Regions from separate parts of the Aedes aegypti genome. Here region 2 is linked to region 1. Evidence: chromatin contacts called from public Hi-C data. All regions are on one chromosome and are shown on one strand. The core of a region is the stretch at or near the end of the contact, and the rest is flanking DNA. Distances in the headings are between cores, read along the strand shown. Region 1 holds the start of LOC5574404 (14-3-3 protein epsilon). Region 2 overlaps LOC5574404 (14-3-3 protein epsilon).

The links. Hi-C and Micro-C count contacts between places; a contact is called where the count stands out from the background.
Region 2: a contact with region 1 is called in a Hi-C map of whole pupa, with 4 times the contacts expected there. The contact joins the enhancer-like site here to the promoter of LOC5574404 in region 1. A contact is called at or near these places in 2 of 2 Hi-C or Micro-C datasets (whole body and whole pupa).

The regions. Positions count from the first base shown.
Region 1 is chr3:37,913,179-37,920,309 of AaegL5.0, forward strand. It overlaps LOC5574404 (14-3-3 protein epsilon), which reads left to right and starts at 2,655. Exons shown (of 6, transcript XM_001655061.2): 1 at 2,655-3,247; 2 at 3,319-3,418. The coding sequence starts at 3,355.
Region 2 is chr3:37,948,534-37,955,664 of AaegL5.0, forward strand. The region is part of intron 2 of LOC5574404 (14-3-3 protein epsilon); the gene reads left to right. Among protein-coding and RNA genes, the nearest start is that of LOC5574405, 36 kb to the right of the region's middle. Within about 2 kb of position 3,113, at least 3 of the 3 cell types and tissues checked have open chromatin away from gene starts, as enhancers often do.

The DNA of each region.
Region 1 (7,131 bases), core at 1,405-3,904:
ACTGTGGACAAGAGCAAAGCAGGTAATCCATTGAGCGGCACATTTTTCCATATGGAAAAGTGACAGCTCCATTTGATTTGTACAGCAGGCGTTACCGACGTTATGAAATCAGCTCTACTTCTCAGCAGCGTGCAGCTCAAGTGATTTCGGTAGCGGAATCATTCCTTGACCGTTTCCTACCCTACCCTTTTGCACGATACATATGATCAGCGTACCGGCCATAACGCGAAAAATATTTGCATAGTGAAATGCATCTAACGAATTGTTTCTCGAAATTGGGAACTTTCTTCGAAAAAATATTTGGTCCCAATTGTACGTAATGATAATGACATGCTTACCAAATATTTTTTCGATTAATGCTTTCATCTACGATAAATTTGAAGTTAGATGCCTTTCCCCTTACAAAACGAAACGAGAAAACTTCTGATCATCAAATGTGAACAAGAGCTCGAGTTTCCCTTAAAATTATAATACGTACACAGACAAACAGACGTAACACTGGAACAAATCTTGATCTTGATAGTCACGAGAACATGTACGCCCAATGCTAAAATCGGAGTGATGGCGGTAGTGCGTAAACGTCAAACATGAACAAAAACGATGTGAGCGCTGCGGGTGGAGGATTGGCCACCTACCATATTTTTTAATCGACCGTTAAAAAGTTGGTCGATGGACAATGATGAGAGTGTGATGTCTGTTTGTCTGTGGTATGTATTTATGCTTTTATTTATCCAATGCAAAAACAATAATCCTTAAAGGTGTACCGAGATTTTCGGCAATAGATTACAGATCTCTTCGTTGAATTTTGACAGTTGGCTTGATTTATAAATTTTTCAGCACGATCGGCACTTTAATCTTTTAACGAGATTTTTACCGAAATCTCAGCTGTTGAGTTCTTGGCAATTATGTTCGCCGGTTTCAGCGAAATAAATTAAGTGGATACGAAATATCGATTAAAAAAAAACATACCGATCACCCCAAACGCCCCCCTTACCCATTACGGTTAAAATATTTGGCAACCATATATTATAGGCACAAGTCTTATGCTGGCGTGGCAGAACAACCGTAATAGGTACATTCTTAATAAGCTCAGCAAGAAAAAAATACTATAAGAGAATGACGAATTTGAAACGGTAAACATTCTTATCAACCCGTTTCTCGTATGGTCGAGTGTCTGAAAACTACGGTCAAAACTTTATCCCGGTAATTTTCTTTTATGGTTCATAATACCATTACGGTTATAAAAGGAATGTACACCGTTTTTGTATTGTGCTCTGCAAGATAAATCCACGTAATGCGATTATCTGAAAATGTCGATATACCGTCGCGGTGATAATGGAAATCACCAAATGTTTCAGATTTAGCAAATTTGAAACATTTGAGTCCTTGAAGGACGAAAAAATCCAAGCCTACTTGAATTTTGACGTTGCGTTTGAATTGCGCGCATATCTTCTGCGCTTTACCGCCGCCGCTGGATGTGGATTTAATATAAGCGCCGCAATATGAATAATTTACAAATTGTGTATGAGCTGTAACACTTGTAAGGCATCCACCCACTCCCTTCAGCGTTATGAAATTTGTGAATGGGCCCTTTATTCACAAATTTCATAACGCCAAAAGTTACCATTTTCGACACCCACCCACCGCCTTGTAACGATTTTAGTATGACTAGTTTACAAACTTTGTATGAGCCGTAACATCACGAGGATACCCACCCGCCCCCTTTAGCTTTATGAAATTTATGAATGAGCCCTTAAGTTCTCGTTTATGCGGGTATCTTGTGGGGACGGTGGGGACCTAGGAAATATTGTCGCACTGCCACCAAGCCGGATCGCGCCAGTGAGACTCGCGACGCGCCTCAACTCGCCGCATTTTGAAATCAGTTTTTTAGTGCGGCGCTGCATTCTTAAGGCCCAAACGCAATGATAGCGGAACGGCAACGGAAAGCGGAACCGGTTCGCCAGCATGAACTACAACATGCTAGTCGACTTGGTGTTGGTTCACTGTCATTCGTTGACAGCTCAGTCGAGGTGGTGTGATTCATGCTGGCGAACCGGTTCCGCTTTCCGTTGCCGTTCCGCTATCATTGCGTTTGGGCCTTTACGATTTTTATGAACACAGCGCACTATTCACATATTAGCTGCGACGCACGGGGCCCGAGAAAACAATAATCTATCTATCTAAATAAAAATGGAATGGTGTTTGTATGTCACGAAATGGCTTGAGAACGGACCATCGGATTTTGAAATTTTTCATTGAGATATGATGCTGAAGTGTTCCGACGTGTTTGTGTGTATAAAAACTCAGGGTGTACATCGGGAAAGTTAGCAAAATCGGGAGTGAATGGAGCTGCCAGTTTTGTATGGGGCGTTCCATGACGTTTCTCAGCAGCCTACTTGATGGCAAGACGAAGTTTGCCGGGACCACTAGTTATAAATAAATGTTGGTCTTGATTTCTACCGGATACATAATAAGTAAAAATTGATTTGCATTCCGTCTCCGTGATGAAAACTTTCGAAAACTCAAATGTTTGGCAACAACGTTTGACGCTGCGGTGTCGTCACTGGAATTGAGTGCCCTTGAACCGGTTCACTCACATTCCAGTACCGGTAAAAAGAGAACACGGTCGGGCGCGGCGCGGCCATATTGATTAATCTCGCTTCGTTCAGAGTGGTTTTTCTCCTTGCACCAAGCGGTTGTTATTCTCGCCCAGCAGCAAGCAGCAGGAAGTGTCTCCATCCAGAGTTCCTTTTTTTGCAGTGCAGCAGAGTTCCATACTGCTTGTAAAGAAGCCTGTTTCCCGTTTGTCTCGGAATTAGCGCCGAGTGTCCTTTTTTGGCGAACTAGAAGATTGATCTTTGATCCCTCCCCGGAAAGTGTTCCAGGGGTGCGCCTCGCGAGTTAGAAGTTCCGTTTTTCAGTTTTCTACCTCCGCCGCGCCGCGTTCGGTTTTTTCGGCGTTTCCACCCGAGAGAGCGAGAGAAAGGGAAAAGAAGAGCGGAGAAATCCGTGTGAGAGAGAGAGAGAAAGTTGGCAATTTTGCGCTGAACGCGGAGAAAAGAAGAAACCCAATATTCGCTGGTTGCGAAGTGCAGAAGAAAGAGTATAGTTTCGAACGGGCAGCATAAAGGAAAAGCCGGAAGCCTTGTCCCGAAAATCGTGTCCGACCTGATTTTGGTGTGGATTAGTCGGCCGTTTTTTCTTTCATTTCTCCCCCTTTGCACGGTGAAAAGTGAATCGGAATTGAGTGAGTGTTGCCGCGAGTGGCGTTTCGTGTCAAAAGTAGTCCTAGAGCGGATTTCGATTTTTTTCCCTTAGCGACCGGAGATTTCCGAAACAGATTCTTCATCCAATATGTCGGAACGCGAGAACAACATCTACAAGGCCAAGCTGGCCGAACAGGCCGAGCGATACGACGGTAAGTGGAACCTATTTTTTCTTCCCCAATTCCGATTTTATTTTCCACATCCGTGCGTGATGTCAGTCAAAAATCCATGAGGAGAGTGGAGCTTTCTTCTTTTTCTTTGCGGTCATCATTTCCATTTTTCCCTTCCCGAGTCTTGGAAGTGATTCCCGATCGAAACTGCGGAATGTAGCCTAGGTGATAGATGTGGGAGGGCTAATCCGGACAGGTTCACTGCCAATGTGGATCAGCTTTTGTGGATTCTAGGGTTGTCCGGATCCGGATCGGCAATTTTTTTTTGGGATGATGGCAGGCGGAAAAAAGTTGACGGTTCTTGGAAGTAGTGGTTTGGCTGGAAGTGAGAAAAAAAGCTGAAGTCTTGCACCAATACAGACGAATCATTGGATGCATGGGTGTGTTGGTGAAAGCGGTACGATTTTATGTGGGGGTGTGTTGGTGTGGTTGGCTGGAAGTCGTGTGCGTTTGATGTGCAGGGCTGCCAAAAATTTGGAATTTGCGGGAGTCGTTTATTTTCGAGATTTCAATTAGAAACAGGTGTTCGGGGGGAATAGAATGTCTATGGAGATGGGATTCAACTGAATGTTGGGTTGTTTCAACGCAATTCCGTAGTTGAGCCCAAATATTCAAATTTAAGTAAATCTTGAAAACCCTGCATTATTTTTCAATCTGACGTCTGTACAAAAATAAACAAATCTCGGTTACTTTTTCAAATCGACGTAAGTAACTTTCATACGGTTTTGAGAAAATTAATTCAGAAGAATAACAACCTGTCTTCTAAAACTGTTTTAAAATGAATCACCTTTGTAATATTCGCGTTCAAAAACTATGGAGTTCCTATTATTTCACACGAGAGTTTTATGACAAAATAATAAGCCGTTTTATTCAGTTACTTGCGACGTTTTTCTACCAGTGTAAAATCGACTCAAGTAGTGTTTTGTTTTGATTCGTGGTTAAGTCACTTTATCTCTCCATACAACGGAGCGGTGAAAGTAGCGGATAGGTTGCGAAAGTTGAAAATCTGAATTACGTCGTTTTGTAAATCAGAAAATTAAACGTTCTAAAAGTGAAAAATCAAGTTTGTTTAGAGTGGAACTTGTATAGTAGGGTCTTAAACCCTGTCCCAATTTTAGTGCCAACCGCTTCAGTTTAGGCCAAAAGCACAAATTTTGGGTGTATTTTGTTTTCCGTGTCTGCCGAAATGTCCAGGCCCATGGCAAGGGACGACTTCTAGCGTAGTCAACGTCTCGATGTGTTTACCCCATTTTCGGGTAAATTGAATCGAGAGTGCAATCATAATGCGAAGTTTTGTTTAATGTTTATGATCCGTCCGTAATCGAACAAGCGTCGCAATAAAATAACTGATTGGCTTGGAGGCATGCAAGATGCCTATAAATGTTTGCTCTATTTCCAAAACCATTGAAATATTGAATGTGCTTCAACTATTCGGCACATTATATTAGCTGATTCAACGATAGCAAAGATTGATAACCAAACCATAACAAACAATTAAACAAAGCAATGGTCTTTATTTTCACAGTTGTCACAACTGACAGTGGGCGATATTCAATTATTGCCCGGGACATCCTGGCTACGAAGAGCACTGTGTATCGATATATGGGTGTCTAGGGCCTGGAAATGTCAGATAGGAACAACCCCAGTGTTAAAACTCAAACCCCTGTGGTGTTTTTGTCGACTAAGCGAACGTCAAACATGATCAAAAGTGTCAAGGTTCATTTATGAACTCAATTTTTAAATAAAAGTTTAAATTTTATATAGCCGTTATTTGAGCCGGAAAAAATGCTTAAGTAGTTGCAGTAGCATGGTCTTTCGTGTTATTAAATAAAAACAAGATTTCATTAAATATTATAAGACCCTGTTTCACGTAGGATTGACAAACTAATTTTATTCACTCTTCTGACTTACGGCTTTTTGAATAAGTTTTCCAGAATTATGTCCTGTGCGCTCTTTACTCAGTGTTTACACCCCACTGTATACAAACCCTACGTTTGCAAAGCGACTAAACTATCATAATCGCTACATACGCTTATAGTAGAAAGACCTATGTGCAGAATCAAATCATAAAATTCATATCAGTAGATACTTCATACTGTTTCTGAATCTTTAAACATGTTGGAAATCAAGAGATTCGGATTCGCACAGCTGACGGGCGAATCAATGTGGAACATCATCTGTATTTGGTTTTACACTCAGGCAAATGGACTATCGATAAACATAGGAACCCCTTATGAAAATTCGCCACAAGGAATCGGGTGGAAATTCATAAATTTGCCTTATGAAACCGAAATTTGAAAACAAAAATAGTTTTCGCGGCAACCTGGAATCGAATCAAGGACCTTGCGATCGATAGACTCGTACGTACACCCCGCGCCTATCGACGCCTTGGAGTGGAATGATGCTAAAACGATACATAAAGCGTTCGTATTGCGATAATCGTTCCATCTTTCATAAGGCAAAAAGTATGAATTTCGATAGTCCAGTTCGCTGCGTGTAGGCAATATCTCTCACAAATCTCGCGTAACAATTTTAAAGCGCCAATGATCAAATTGTAAACGAATCTGATTTTTATACCATTCGATAGTATCTCCCAACACCCAGAAATTATGTAAACACTGCCAACATAATCATAAAGCTTATCTTTAATGTCCGCTTCTTTCCAAATTTTTCACTGCCCCTCTGTTTAAAACTAATTACGGTTTGTCGGATCGCTCCATAAAAAAAACGAAACATTTCGCTATCATTGGCCTTAGCATGGTGGGATGCCAATGACTCTTTCTTGCTCATTCGTCAGCTTCCGCGAATCTCTTATAAAGGATCACTAGTTTCTATAGGCCTTTTTACATGACGTTTCAAATAAGCTGATCTCGAAGCAAACAAATGCAAACACGAATCTGTCACAAGAAAAGGCCTACCAGGTACCCCCGTTGGTTTGACCACATTTAATCTGAATGGCCGGTACGCTGATCATAAGTACTGTGCAAAAGGATAGGACAAGAAACGGTCAAGGAATGATTCCGCTACCGAAATTACTTTAGCTGTACGCAGCTGAGAAGTAGAGCTGATTTCATAACGTCGGTAACGCCTGCCATACAAATCAAAGGGAGCTGTCACTTTTCCGAACGGAAAAATGTGGCGCTCAATTATTCCGCAAGTAAAAGTGACATTTCGCTCAAACTGAATCAGCTGTCAAAATTACTTTGGTAAAAAGGAGAAATTTTACTTGAGTGATTTACGTTTCAGGTCCGTACTTGGCTGAACACTTTGATTTGTACCCCGCTAATTTGCACATCGTTCAGATTAAAAAAGGGTTCAAACGTCATTTAGCTCATGGAACAGAGTAAAGTGAAATGGAAAGCTATGGAACGGAGCGCAGAATCAAAACAAAACAGTGAAAGAGGTAACCAGAACCACGTTGCTAGGGTGATTAGATGTTCAAATTAAAAACGAACCATGATGGTTTGCATAAGGTACCGTTCAAATTAGCGGGGTTGCACGGTATTTCAAAGCAAGTCTAGCATGTATGTATTTTCAATGGAAGGTCTCTAGTGTCACTTTTTCATTCTTCTGTCTGTAATGATGCTATGATGCTAAATCTCCAGGAAAAAAAAAAACTTCAAGAAACACTCACACAACTATTGCACAGATTCTTTAGAAATGTCTTCTCAGATTTCTCCAAGGGGTAGGTACGT
Region 2 (7,131 bases), core at 1,863-4,362, 36 kb after region 1:
AACATATGAGCAACAGCACATCATCTACTGTTTGGTTCAGGAAAATTGATGATCGCGTTCAATTGGACCCAGAATGTCAAGAACACTACTTGATACAATAGCGAAGAATATTGTAGAAGATTGTACCATGATCAAAATTAATAAAGTTGGTGTTTTAACCATCTGAAGTATATCATGCAATACTGCTTGTATTTCTTCAACATTAGCTTGGAGGTAACCATTAAGCGCATCATAGCCAACTATGACGCTGGGCGAGCTGAGGCACATGTCGCATGCATATAAATGACTGTACGGGAGTGCTGATCTAAGCCTAACTTTCAACAACTGAAAAAGTAATGAAAATGAGATTAAATCCAGATACAATCTTCTGCAATTATGTTCATTAGGGTATCAACTAGTGTATTTGTCATTCTGGGCTTATTTGGACGCGAACAATTAGTATACGGAACGAAACAGTGACATAGGATTAATTTTCAATATATTTGAAACGAATATCCCATACAAACTTCATATCGATTGCGCCAGCTGGTGGAGCAACCAATTGAGTTGAAATTTTGAGAGAGCATTTTCCTTACCCTAAGGCTCATATCTAGGGGGTGCCCCGTTAAGTTTTACAACTTTTTTGTTTAATTGCCTGTCTAATAGTCATCTTTATGCACCATTACAAGTGGAACACTTTGCTAGAAAATACGTTGAACCAAGTAGCGCAATTTAGTACTAGTACAACATGGTCTGTTTACTATGTATTATGTATCTTTAAAAAATAAGCCGCTAGAATCAATAATTTCAAGTAAAGCTAATACAATTTCCTTTCCAATAATGTACTCTTCACCACTAACTCTTCTCTATACTGTTTTAAATAAAAGTCATTCGATTGAATGAGGTGACTCATACTGTCCCGTAGGGTGGCTCATAATGCCCCATATAGTTGGTGACGACGTAGAAAAACATGGTTTTCCAAAAAGTTCCTGAAATAATTTGCAAGTTGATGTTAACATTATTTATCGACGTAACATGGGAGATAACATTTTATAGTACAAGTCATTTGCATTTAAACCATATTTTTTGCTGTTTTTCTATGCATTCCATGACGTTTTTTTTAGGCGGCCCATATTGCCCCGATCACCCCTATGAGAAGAATACATCATGGACGAGCGAATTTCGTAACGAGGTACGACAAGCTTTGTTTGTTCGACATTGCTTTAGAAAGTGTGATAAGAAGATAGAAACGAGTGGCATGATCTTCAGGAAATCCATTCAGCTACGAAAACGTTCATCCGATTGAGGGCTGAGGTGTCTAAGACATGATAGCCAAGGATTTAAGAGAAAACATGCCAAGCCCTCATGAATTCGAAGTAGTCGAAGAATGTCAACAGAATGTTGGAAAACAACCCGTTGAAAATGGTTCTCAAAAACAATCTGATCGACACAAGGGGCACGTAGTGCGTAGCCTAGCATGATAAAGACCCTTTGCTGAATCTATGGCAGCGGGCAAACATGGACCAAGTCCGAATGGAGACGTCTCCTACGTACAGAATAATCTCAGCACAGACAAGCAGACGTGCCAATTGTGGGTTCCTAGTTGAAATGTAGAACATGTTCTATCCCAGTGTAGATAAACTGAGATGCATAACAAGATGAGAACAGAAAAGCATCACTCAGCTTTGCACCGCTGTAATAGCAAAAAATCGTCGAGTTCCTGGAAAGCGTTGAATCATTCATGTATTTCTTATCCTCCATGTCTATTCCTACGTTTACTCGAGTTCACCGCATTAAGCCGCGGATCATCCGCTGAATGTAGGCAGAAGCGCGCCCGATCCGGCTCCGAGAGCATTATACAACGTTTCGCAATTGAAAATTGACAAAAAAGCGGCATTCTCTGCGCCCCTAATCTATTTGCATCGGCTAACGTAAGTGTAAATATTTGTGAGAAAAAATCACAAACCGAACACGCGTGGTCTCGATAATACGCTGCTGTGCGCCTTGCCTGCGGTGTGATACACATGATCTCATTGAGCGCAATCCCCATGATGCGGAGCTTTGTTGAAAGCTTACCGCGACGGATGGAGGCGGGGAAGGTCAGTGAGGCCCTTTGGAGCGTGACAATCTGCTCTGGAATTTTTATGGCTTTTTGTAAGCCTACGCCAGAGTGCGCGTTCTTATGATCGGACGAGATTTGCACTCGCATTTTACTTTAGTCGTTCGTTCGCTGCTTAGTCACATGATTGAAGAGGTCAAGCCTGACGAGGGGTCCACCCACTGTCGACTACTCATCGCCCATTCATCATCCTTGGCTCGTCTGGCGATGTGTGATTACAGCAGCGCACTCAGTCATCCGCTAAGTTGTTGCCGCGATTATGTAATGATTTGAAGATGAACATCCCAATACGGGCAATTGGAGACAGCGATGCTGTCATCTGCACGTTCTTGTGGAATGATGAACTCATTCATTACATACTGCCTCACCATCGGTCAGTCAACGAACTTTCTGGTTCTCAAGAAAGTCGATTCGAGCTAACTACGGAAGCTTTAACCACCGCTTCGCACTGTGCAACTAGCGGAAACTTTTGGAATTCTGAATCCTAAAAATGTTGGCAATTTGCATAAAATCTCGTTTCACGTTTTTCTACGTCAACGTTCAGGAACTGTTGAGGATGTATTGGTATTGTGCTCCCCTTATCGAACATGCGACGCAGCAATGGCATTGCCTTGCCTGGCTATCGCTAGTTCCGTCCTTTCTTGGTGTCTGTCGTGAGCGCGAAAAACTGTTCTGAAGCGTCGTAATATAACCGACTGCTGTATTGGTGAGTTTTACCGGCTGCCGCTATATCGCCTCCGCAGAAGCGCTGCTAAATCTGCAAAGACAACCGTGTTGCCATCATCGCTTACAAACAATAAAATTAATTCATTGATCTCGGAACGGCCCCTCGAATTAATGTGATTTTAATTTACATCACACAAACTTTGTCTGACGGGATACGTTAATCCTCAAAAAAGTTAGTCAAACCTTCCCAAGAAGACTGTCCTTCGCGTAAGGTATTCTCATTCTCCGTTACCACCACCCACTCGGAAAGCTCCATCGCATGTCAGCCAGACTCCAATCGCTGTGTTAGTACGTACCCCCGTTTAATTAGTATGTGTAGATTCGAACTCCCGGCAATACGTCAACTCGATACCACTACACACCTGACAACAAAAAATCACTCGAAAACGTCACACAAACACACCCAGGCTGGGAGCGGGCGGTATCGGGTTCCCAAGTAATTTGAGTGGGCCATTCAAACCGAACCGTTGTTCGTCAAGTCTCCAGCCTGCAATCTCTCTCCATCATAGAGAGGAAGGTGACGAAACAAAGCGGTACCCACCTAGTGGAATAGATCTGTACCTCTACACCGGTTTCTTCCGCTCCCCACACATCGTCCATCGGCATCGAAGGCAATAAAATCGAACCGTCCCGAGAGTGTAAGCGGTCAGTGCCGATGATGATGATGATGCGCTTAAGCAAAAACTTGATTCGCAACTTGAACCCCCCGACAAACCAGTTCAACGGCAGGCAAGCAGCAGCAGTACGTACGGTTCAGTGGCTTGGCGCTTCCAGTTGATGATACCCGCACACCTTCCTATCATAGCAATTTCATCTGCAATCTGTTCGCACAATAAAAGTGCAGGCCGACGACGACGACGAAGTCTTCAATTAATGGAGCGGTCGTGGCGGTGCAGGAAGCGAGTTCAAGGTCGCCGTCAAGGTTATCTGATCCAGCTGACGATGATGATGGATGTTATACTAGTATGTAGACGACGCAACGGATGCACCTGTTGTTTGCATTCGCATTACAATACCCCGTTCCTATATGTCTCGGTTCATCAACCAGAAACAATCGCGAACTGGAATTACTTGTTCCATTGAAAACGTCATTTTGACGGCACATACGTTCTGCTTAGATGGGGTTGAATACCTTGAATTCCTAGCATTTGCCAACGAGAGTTTTGGGCACAGACACCGCTATCGCAGACTGCGCCTTCCACGTTTTCTGCACTTAATTTTCCGCTCCATTGAAGAAACAGGAACCGCGCCAGCAGCTCTCCTCTGCCAAACAATAGAGAACCGAAGTTTCTCGTTGTGTGAGAAGCAGGAGTGGGAAAGACCTAGCGACGCCAGGACCGCACCGATAATTGCTTTGCTCCGTTGCACTCTAAACGGCAAACATATGCGCGCTAACGTCTAGCAAAAAAGCCGTCATCCGTATTAGAAATTTGCTGCACTTGAGTGGGCGTCATCAATAGGAGTATTTCGGTTAGCCATCAACAAACGACGTCTCTATGAAATCGGTACGACCAAGCATTAGTGGAACAGAACGTTGACTGCCAAGGTGGCGATATGATTGATAGTTCACAAGCGTTATAGCTTGTTCAACTTAAGACAAAACATTTAAATCCATTTGTTTTCTTTTTTGGCAAAAGTAGGCCTCCTTGAGTCGACAAGATAGCCCCAGAATTGCTTGTTAGTAATTCTTTTAGGTGATCTAAAGCAATAGGGTATTTCTTAGTCTTGTAGTAGCGTCCGCGGCTACAGACAATACAACTGACTGCTCAGCCGAACAAGTTTTGGTTTGGTTCTCTCAATTGGAATAAGGCTGCTGAATCGATAGATCATACCTCCAGATATTGTTCGAAGAATTCTCTTAGACTATCAGCAAAGTTTTTTTTTTTTCATAATCATTTTCAAAAGATCCCTCAGGCTTTGCGTCAAGAAAACCTTCCGAGACTACTGTAGAAATTCCTACTAAAATTGTTGCGTGGGATCTTTGAAAATTTCATGGATAACGGCAAAATATCTAGAGTAACCAAATTTGAATTTCTACTACAAATTTTGAGTGAGTTTTTGGAAGATTCCTGGTGTAAATTCTTGAGGATTCAAAACTTCATACGCGACCCTTCCACAGATTCCATGAATAGGATCTCCAAGATTCCTCCGGATCCTTCTGGAAATCCTCCAACACGTTTTCTGGTGATTCGTACACAAATTCCTCTAGTGATTTCTCAAGGAATGCTCAGCTCAGTGGAAATCCTTCAGCAGTGCGATGTTAATATTGATTTTTGTTCTACTTTTGGGAATGAATGTGAGAATTACTAAGAGCCCAAGGATTTTCTAAAAAGATTCTTTCTGCGATTTCTACAGTCGATATCAACAGGAATTCTTCCAGGAAAATCTCCAAGCAATCCTACGAGAATTCCTGCAAAAAGTCCTATGTAAATATTCTGCATTTGTTCAAGTTATTTTCACAGGAATGTCTTCCAAAATATCTCTCGGATTCACTCCTAAGTTGCTCAAGAATCCAGAAATTCCTCTGGAAAATGTTTTGAGAAATCTTTCAGGAAACTTTTAGCCGACTCCTTTATGCAAAAGATTTTCCGGGAATTCCTACAGAAATTCCTCGAACAAATCTCAATCAATTCGTTTATGAAGTTGCTCCAGGAATTTCCCACAGATATTAATCTACCAATCATCAAAGATACCTATACTGCTGCCAGTGCACAGTGCACAGTGGCCCAGGAATCAGTTTTACGCGGAAAGATGAATTTTGAGCTTTAGAATGAAACATTAGACAAAAACGGTTTTCTACAAAGTTGTTTGTATTAGTTAGGTCCTTTGTTTGGTGTTATTGAAAATTAGGGTGGACCACATTTTCATAGAAATTGTGTAACTAACTTTCTTATTTGTAGAAATTATACTATACATGCTTCAGCAAAGTTGTAGACCATTCAATTTCAAGCAACTTTGCCAAAAAAAGTTTTTTTTATTTCTCTTAAATTGACCGATTTAGAGCTATTTTACTACGGTGACATAGGGTGGTCCGAACAAAATTGGTTTTCTGGCTCTAGAGTTTTCAATTCAAATTTCTCATCAAAGTAGTCTATGAAACACTTTTAGAACTTTGAAAAATGCGTAGTTTGGTGAGTGAAGAAACTCGTTATCTCTTTCCGTTTGGGAGTTATTGTTGTTTTTCTCTCAAAAACATGCCTACTTTGATTGTGAATATTTTTGATTGGGGCAAACATAAAAAATATCTTTTGACGGCATTCAACAGACAAAATAAAATTGTATATTATATCAAAAAATTACAAATGTGTTATTTTTGTAACTCTAATAAAATGCCCTTAAAAACAAATGATTTTAAGCAGAAAAACTTTAATAACTTTTGAACTAAAAAAGATATCATCAATCTTTTTGCATGAAAATTTGCGTTTTGTTAAGTTCTAAAAGTCGTTCATAGACCGCTTTGACGAGAAATCTAAAATAAGAAAGATAGGGCTTTAAAACTATTTTGAAGATTTTCATAGTATGTATTTCTTTATTATTTTGCATTTTGAGCATGAAAATAAAATTTTAGACAAAAATGATCTTCTACAAAATTGTTTATAAAAATGTAGGCTTTCATACTGAGTCATTCAAAACTAGGGTGGTCCACAATTTCACACAAATCAAATAATCAACTTTTTTATTTGCAAAAATACTGGTATATACTCTTGGGCAAAGCGGTGGAACTTGTAATTTTGACCAACTTTGCCAAAAAAAGTTTTTCTGTAGCTCAAAATTTGACCAATCTAGAGCATTTTTTCCTAATCATCAAAGGGTGGTCCAACAAAAATCAGTTTTTCACTTCTAGTGTTTTTAATATTAGTTTCTCGTCAAAGTCGTCTATGAACGACTTTTAGAACTTAACAAAACGCAAATTTTCATGCAAAAATATTGTTGATATCTATTTTAGTTCAAAATATTTGATTTTCAAGGTGTTTTATTAGAGTTACAAAAATAACACATCTGTAATTTTTTTTATATAATTTACAATTTTATTTTGTCTTTTAAATGCCTTCAAAAGATATTTTTTATGTTTGCCCCAATCAGAAATATTCACAATCGAAATAGGCATGTTTTTGAGAGAAAAACAATAATAACTCCCCAACGGAAAGAGATAGCGAGTTTCTTCACTCACTAAACTACGCATTTTTCAAAGTTCTAAAAGTGTTTCATAGACTACTTTGATGAGAAATTTGAATTGAAAACTCTAGAGCCAGAAAACCAATTTTGTTCGGACCACCCTATGTCACCGTAGTAAAATAGCTCTAAAT